2 separate regions of the Mus musculus genome follow, and region 2 is linked to region 1. A link is a contact called in public HiChIP or PLAC-seq data. All regions are on one chromosome and are shown on one strand. Each heading gives the region's core, a stretch centred on a gene start, on an enhancer-like site or on the middle of the called end of the contact. The rest is flanking DNA. Distances are from core to core; before and after follow the strand shown. Region 1 has its middle 110 kb from the start of Gm46401. Region 2 has its middle 74 kb from the start of Pitrm1.

The links. HiChIP or PLAC-seq counts read pairs in DNA pulled down with a chosen protein or histone mark.
Region 2: an H3K27ac HiChIP or PLAC-seq map of embryonic fibroblasts shows a contact between it and region 1, with 25 read pairs. The contact joins two enhancer-like sites. A contact is called at or near these places in 2 of 15 datasets of contacts at CTCF or cohesin (both in the NIH/3T3 cell line), 5 of 484 Hi-C or Micro-C datasets (3T3-L1-derived adipocytes, adipose-derived mesenchymal stem cells and embryonic fibroblasts) and 2 of 115 datasets of contacts at active chromatin or transcription factors (the NIH/3T3 cell line and embryonic fibroblasts).

Annotation. Positions count from the first base shown.
Region 1 is chr13:6,028,039-6,031,809 of GRCm38.p6, forward strand. No RefSeq gene overlaps it. Among named protein-coding and RNA genes, the nearest start is that of Gm46401, 110 kb to the left of the region's middle. Within about 2 kb of position 1,588, at least 67 of the 459 cell types and tissues checked have an H3K27ac peak or open chromatin away from gene starts, as enhancers often do. A contact at or near this core is called in the NIH/3T3 cell line and embryonic fibroblasts, where this site is marked.
Region 2 is chr13:6,472,128-6,475,898 of GRCm38.p6, forward strand. No RefSeq gene overlaps it. Among named protein-coding and RNA genes, the nearest start is that of Pitrm1, 74 kb to the right of the region's middle. Within about 2 kb of position 1,869, at least 56 of the 459 cell types and tissues checked have an H3K27ac peak or open chromatin away from gene starts, as enhancers often do. A contact at or near this core is called in the NIH/3T3 cell line and embryonic fibroblasts, where this site is marked.

The sequences.
Region 1 (3,771 bases), core at 338-2,837:
TGCCTGCCATTCTTGCTGGAGTCACAAAGCACAGAGCTCTCAAAGGAGCCTGAATCGTCCATCATCTTGGCTTTTGGTGCATTCCTGAGCCTATCTTATAAAAAGTACATGATTCTCCATATGTCTGCATTGTCCATCACATGATTATTCTAAATTATTTATGGGTATTTTGGGTTGTGCATGGGGTTTTAATTTTTTTAATGAGTCATAACAGTTTTGTCACAGGATTAGTCTAAGAGTGAATGGAACCCATGCTATTAATTTCCAAGGGTAATGACATATCCATGATTGATGAGAACATACAAAGAACACGTTGTAAGGTACGCCTGAGAGTTTCAGTCAAATTATTATCTAAGATTGTTTTTCCTTCCCTGTTTAAGTCTCTTTGCTTCATGGGGAGTATCAAGTAGAGACATTTCCAGAGATGGGGAAAGGCTTCAGCTGGAAATGTGCCTGTCACATCACACAGATATGAGGGCATTCGTACAGATACCCCAGCACCCATATGAAAGATTGGGCATGGTGCCATGTTTCAGTAATGACGGTGTTAGAGTGCAGCAGACACAGGACAATTGCTGGAGCTAGCTGACCACTCAGTCCAGCTGAGGCAGTGAGATTCAGGGTCAGTTAGAGACCTCAAGGCAAAGAACACTCGGGGAATATATCTACTGCCAACCTTTGGCTCTACACTTAATGCTCACACCCTTGCAAACACACACACACACACACACACACACACACACACACACACACACACAGTAGAAGTGGTGAGAGAGAGAAGAGAGCAGGAAAGGGGAGGGAGAAAATGTTTGTACTTAGAGTAGCTTCAGAGTTTGTGCCTTGCCTTATCCCAATGAGGATCAATGATGAGCCACATCAAAAATCCCTTTGTTCCTCTTCAATGGCAGGCTATTTGTATTAAATCCAAGCAAGAGCAATAGCACGCCCAGCACAACCCCTTTGCATAATCTTATATAGGATTAACAGGGTTAAACCTAGAACACCAGGGATGACTTTGCCCTTGAGACACACCTGTGAGTGAAACTGCCAAGCTGCCAGGGCAATCATTGTAAAACAGGGTTACACTTGAGCTATAGAGTTAACTGACAAGTTGGTGCAGAAGCAGTCGAAACTTCGCTCTTGCCAGGAAAGAGATCTGCAGAAACTATGAATAGAAGAGAAAAAAAAAAAAAGTTCAAGGTAAATGGAGCTGTTCGGCCTGAAGAAAGGCTGATTGTTTTTGCAAAAAAAAATTTCCCCACAGACTTGGCAGCAATTAACAGAGAAGTGATAACCAAGGTAAGAGAATGGAGATTTCAGATGAATATGTAAAAGACTAAAGTCATGTTTAATGCAAAGAAGTAAGCAAACAGTAGAAATAATTAAAAGCTGTTAAGGCATATGTCTGTTGGCTGACACATATGTTATTAGACTACAAGACTATATGGCCAGTTGCTTCTAAGAATTTGTCTTTGCCACAAACCATTCCAATGAGTAATAATGTACAATAACATTTGGTATCCATGAGGCACTGTCCATCCAGTCCGTCAGAGTTTCCATCCTCGGTGTTGCTCTTCAGCAGCCGGCTAGGTTATGACATCAACTGTGGAAGCAATTCGCCTCTGCCTTTTCCAAAGCAGCTGCCTTTGGTTACCTGTTTCAGCCAGCTATTAATTGTCTGCAGATGGAGGTTGTGACACAGGGGTGGCCCCTTTCTGCCAGTCATCGAGCTCAACATCTGGATCGCACCCCACCAACTCTTCTTTAATATTGGCCATTAAGGGATAAAGAGAGAAATGGCTGCTGGCTTTGTTTATTTATTTTAATCTCCGATTCAGTTCCTTCCACTTCTCTCCTTCCTCCTTCCTCATTCTCTTTCTCTTCCTCTTTCTGTTTCCTACTTACTCTGCTGATCCTCTTCCTCCTTCTTTTCTCCTTTCCACCCTTTCCTCCTTTGTCCCCTCCTCCTCTTCTTTCTCATTCTCTCTTTCTTTTCTTTTCCCTCCGATATTTTTCCCTCCTGTCTTCCTTCTCCCTAGACAATCACAGGCTGTGTTATCAGATTAACTTCCAACTACCTGGAATGCCAAAGTAGAAAATAGAAAACCTCAGAGTAACAGCCAACCATAAAGTAAGGTCTGGTTGATCACTGCAAGATTGGTATGAGTGTCTGTTACAGTCCTGCAGTTCTCTGGACTCCTGACATGTGGTTTCCATAAGGTCAAGGAGATTCCATGAGCCTCTGTCATCACTCCTATTCCACCATTTGGGAGGAGGGAGGGCAAGGAGAGGGTGTCTCTTCCATTTAAGGAAGTTTTTTGGAAGCTGTAATTTTACTCCTACCCACCCAGTAGGTGGGACTTAGTCATCTGTGTAAACCTGGCTATAGGGAACTGGTGAATGTGCTCTTTATCGGGGTAGCTATGCAGCTTCTTACAAACCAGAGGCTTCCTTACTGCGAAGCAGAAAGACAAATATTGCAGAACTTCTGGTTACACCTACAATGTGGCCTTCAAAGGTCCCAAAATAAATATAGTATGGATGTTTGTTAACTTAGACAATTGACTAGCTCGAACTTACAATAATTCCTATTGTAAAGTGGTCCCTGAGTTCCCACCAGAAAGGACAGACAAACACCAATTTTAGATAATTTATTCATGATATGCTGTAATCCTTCACAAATGCACTTTGTTTCAAGAAGCTCTTGATGTACTTTGTTAGTACTAAGAAGTTATATGAATTTAATCACTAATTTACATTTTCAAAGTACCTGTCCCATAAGATCATTTAATTCAATATATTATTTTATAATATATTTTATGAAATAATTATTGATTTCTAATAGTTATCAATAGCACCATTGTTCACAGATATGCTGATATCAACCAGTTCTGCAATTGTCAATTGTTTCCTAAGGTCACTCAACAACCACTATAAAGGTTGCAATAAACTAAAATGAGGCTTTGCATGGTTCAAGTAATGAGCTGATAAATTTTACCTCCCCACCTGAACTGAGAGTTTACAGAGACTAGAAAATGAGTTTGTTACATAGAAGTCAAGTGCCATAACTACTCTGAAAAATCCAACAGGACGGGAGTGGTGTCACTGTGTTCCATGATACAGTGAAGATGGCCACCTTGAGAGACTATGGAGTAGAACATAGTGATGCATCAGATAGTAGCTCTTGTAGTTATCTGTGAAGAACATGAGCCCAGAAGAAGTTGAAACCTCTACTATCATATTAGATTTAAGTGTGTGTGTGTGTGTGTGTGTGTGTGTGTGTGTAGAACTACAGTTCTTTGGGCTATGTATCATGCTCTCTTGAGAAAATTTGTTTCTAAGAACAATAGAGAATCTCAAGAACAGGAACCAGGAATGCCATTTTTTCAAAGGATCCAGGAAGACTCTGAGACTTGACATCACTCCTTGGATGAAAATTTGGGAAAAGTTGGACAAAACATTTGAAAATATCCCCTCACTATTTTGAGGATGTATTCCAAATCAACTTATTCACAGACCTTCATCAACACTGGGTAGAAGACTGGAGAAAATGTCATTATAAGAATTATGACCAAATGGTTTTTGCACTCTCTTTTACAGCTTTACCCTATTTTCTTTATAACTCGTATGTTGAAATGTATGTCTCTAGCTTAAAGTTTCCTAATATATCTACACCTCTCTCTTCTCTTGTGCCCACTTCAATAAGCAAGCTCCTAGATCCAGCATACCATGCTGCCTCCTGCCACTTTTACAAATGTACAGTTGATCCCC
Region 2 (3,771 bases), core at 619-3,118, 440 kb after region 1:
CAACCAAGAAGTTCTTTCTTTTGTTTTGAGGTGGTGTCTCATATATCCCAGGCTAGCCTCAAACTCATTATATAGCATGGAGGCCTTTTAACTTCTGCTCCTTCCGTACTCCCTTGCAACTTTGGATTACAACCTTGTTCACACGGTGCTAGGGAAGGAGCCCAGAGCCCTATGCATAAAATTATGTGTGTGTGTGTGTGTGTGTATTTAACTTTAAATGAACTTCCATTCTTTATGTAATAACTTCCTAATGAAGCCAACTATAACGTGGGAATTATTAATTGAACATCCTTCATTTCACAGGGACTTTCTGCCTACACCCTTGCATGATGAACTAACTAGTGGGTACTGCCATCATTTCTCTGCATCCTGAAAAAAAAAAGCTAACACGAGACACAGAAGAGGCCTAATAGCTCTTCATATTCTGAAAGCAGGACTTTGTGATAAGGAATTCTCAGTGGGAAGAGTCATGTGCATGTTCCCCGCACAAACACAGACCGCAAAGATGTGGATTATAAGTGAATCATTAATAAACATGTGTGCATACTCTTCTGTTGGTTGGATTGATCCCTTTCTCCTTAATCTCTCACTAAAATCACAGTTATGAGGTTGGAGGAATGGCTCAGTGGTTGAGAGCGCTGGCTACTTACTCCTTCTGAGGACCTGGGTTCAATTCTGAGCACCCACACGGTGACTCACAACTTTAGTTCTGGCAACTTTGGGTGCTGCATGCACAAGGTGCACAGACACACGTGAAGGCAAAACACCAGCACACATAGGGTAAAAACAAATAAATCTTTCAAAAATGCAAGATGATGATAGTGCAGTGGGTGATTTTGCATTGTGGAACTAAGATATCACCATCTTGCCTGATGAGAGACTGTCTTTGGAGCAGAGGAATTCTTTTTTAATGCTAGAACAGGAGAGCACAGTATGGTCTGTATCCATTTTTTAATACTAGGTCTTGTGTAGCATAGGTGTGCATTGACCTCGATATGTAGCTAAGAATAACAGTGGACTTCTGATCCTCCTGTCTACATATTGCACATGTTGGCATTGTGGACGTATATCGTCAAGTGGGATGCATGCTAGCTAGGCATGTTCTACCAATTAATCTCCATTTCCTAAGCCCAAGAACTCACTGCCTCCAGTGATTCTTTCTGAGGTGAGAGTGTCCTCATTGGATCTCACTGTTTACCCTTCGCCTAGGAATGTCCCCTGCCCTTTGTAGAGCCCCTTGCCAATACTGTTCTTACATTTATCTCTTCATTATTCACCAGAGATAAGCCCTTGCATCTGCATGAAATGTGGATGTACGTGGAAACCTGGAGGCTATGTGTCATAGAAAAAGACCTGACCCGGCTACATGCAATATACCTTATTTGTCCTCAGCTGTGTAGAGGCTGTCCAGTGCACACGTGGGCAGGGAAATATGTAGACAATCAAGACAGAAGAATGCCAGGAAATCAGAGCCTTGGGCAACAGCATGCATCATGCAGCCGCTGCTCAGTGGGAATAAAAGGGCTTGAGGGGTTTTTTTTTCCCCTGCTGTTTTAAAATTGATATAAATAGATGTCATGCCGCTCTGTTCTTAGCCATAGTCACCACTGGGAATGGCTGTCAAAAGCCTATTCTATTGTAAAGACGCGTGGTAAAAATACGAGTTATACATACTCCTCTTCGAGCCCGCATTATGTATGTTCTGTATTACCAACAGGATCTCCATCCAGTCCAGGACACTTGCCTTAAAATGTAATTCAGCCTGCAGCCTGGGTAGTGTCATTTTGTAAAAAGGATTATGTGCTATAAATAACCATCCCTCAAACCTAGAAGTGGGACGGCTCATGAATAACTCATGAGCCATGGGCTGAGGCTCTGCCCTTTGAATCACAGAACATGTGTTCCCAGTCTCAAGAGGGAGAGAGCCTTCATTCTGTCCCCCTTTCAAATGCTAGGCTTGGACCAAGCCCAAGTCCTTCTGGGATAATCCATTGAACTCCACACTCCTCTCCTTTCTCATCTGTGTCTTCTCTCTGGCTTCCCTGCTTCAGCGGGGAGGCAGGTTCTGGACCTAAGGGCCTGAATCAATCTCTCTCTCTCTCTCTCTCTCTCTCTCTCTCTCTCTCTCTCTCTCTCTCCACTAAGTTCCCAGGTACGATCTAGATATCCTTCTGGGTTTCAATATAGTTTGTGTTCTGGTGCCTAGGGCCCAGCTCAGCCCCTGCAGGCCACAGAAAGCTTGGCCTGTTTCTGCTCTAATTTCTACTGGCAACCTTTGACCTTAGCAGGGATGATGTGGCTACAAGCCAAGTAGAGCCCATCAGAAGCCAGATGACAAGGACAACAGGATGGCCTCTGAGATTAAGAGACCAGCATGTTAGCTATTCAGAGCAGCAGGTCAGCCTGGTATTTGTTTTTGTTGGATTTTTGTTTGTTATTGGATTTTGGGGGTTTTGGGGTTTTATTTTTTTAAGGTTTTTGTTTTTTGTTTTTGTTTTGTTGTTGTTTTATTTGCTGTGGGGTATTTGTTTTTGTTGTTGATTTTTGGGTATTTGTTTTGTTTTGGGTTTTTTGGTCACCTATGTGGAGCAAAGTCAGATGTACATGTGCATGGAGGCCTGAAAGCAATCTTCAGTGTTCTTTTTCAGGATCCAGCCATCCTGGAATTTGAGACATGATGTCTTCCCTAGGACTCCCCAGTTAAGTTGCTTACCCAGTGAGCCTCGGAGACCAACCTATCTCCACACTCTGACACTGGGCATTTCAAGTACACATCTCCCTGCTGGTTTTTATTCATGCTGGTGTTGGGGATTGAACTAGGGTCCTCACATAAGCATGGCCAGCATATTACTTTCTGAGGTATCGTTATAGCCCTGATGGACTATCTCCACACCGTCCATTTTCCTGTTTTTTGAAGACGGGGATTCATATGATACAAGCTAGCTTCAAACTCGTTACATGTCTGAGGATAGCCATGAACTCCTGATTCCCCCTGTCCTTGCCTCCTGAGTGCTGGCACTGCAGGTGTGCCTACCATGCCCATCTTCAACCAGATCTTTGTAAAAAGCTGCACTGTTCTCCGTGCCTCAGTTAGCCAAGGCTAAATTGGAAGGAAGGAAAGAAGGCATCTGGGAAAGCATTGACGTGGTTTTGGGAAGTACCGGGGAGGCTCGGGTAGACTGAAAACATGGCCTCTAGACGGGCATGTGACAACACCAAGCACAAAGACCTGGTATCTTTATGGGTCTCCAGACCATATCCTGGCTAAGCATCAACTTAGATCAGTTCTGGAGAAAGAAATGATCAAACGAAAGGACAAATGATGATTTCTGTGATGACCTTCTGCCTGTTTTTCCCCTAGCCACATCCAAATGAAACTTCCGGAGCCAGCTTCAACTCCACAGCTTACTACTGTTGCTAGGAACAGTGGAGGGGATTCAGTTCCTGAGGGGAAAGGGAGACCTGAAAAGTGAAATGAAGAAGCCAGATGGGATCCCCTGTTCCAGGCTGAGACCTCAATCAGGAAGAAACACAGCCTCCTCGTGCAGTGCTAAAATAATCAGATTCTGTGCAAACCTATGACAAACAAGATGGTAAAACTTTTAAGACGTCACTATTACGATCCTTCCCCTTGTTTTCTTCTGTGCCTCAAGGCCCAATATGGCTTAACACAGTACCAGAACGTCTTGTCATTTTGTGATAATGAATTTATTTTCAATAGTCATGTTTTAGGAGAGATCCAATATCCTATTCTTTGCTGTCCTCACCCAC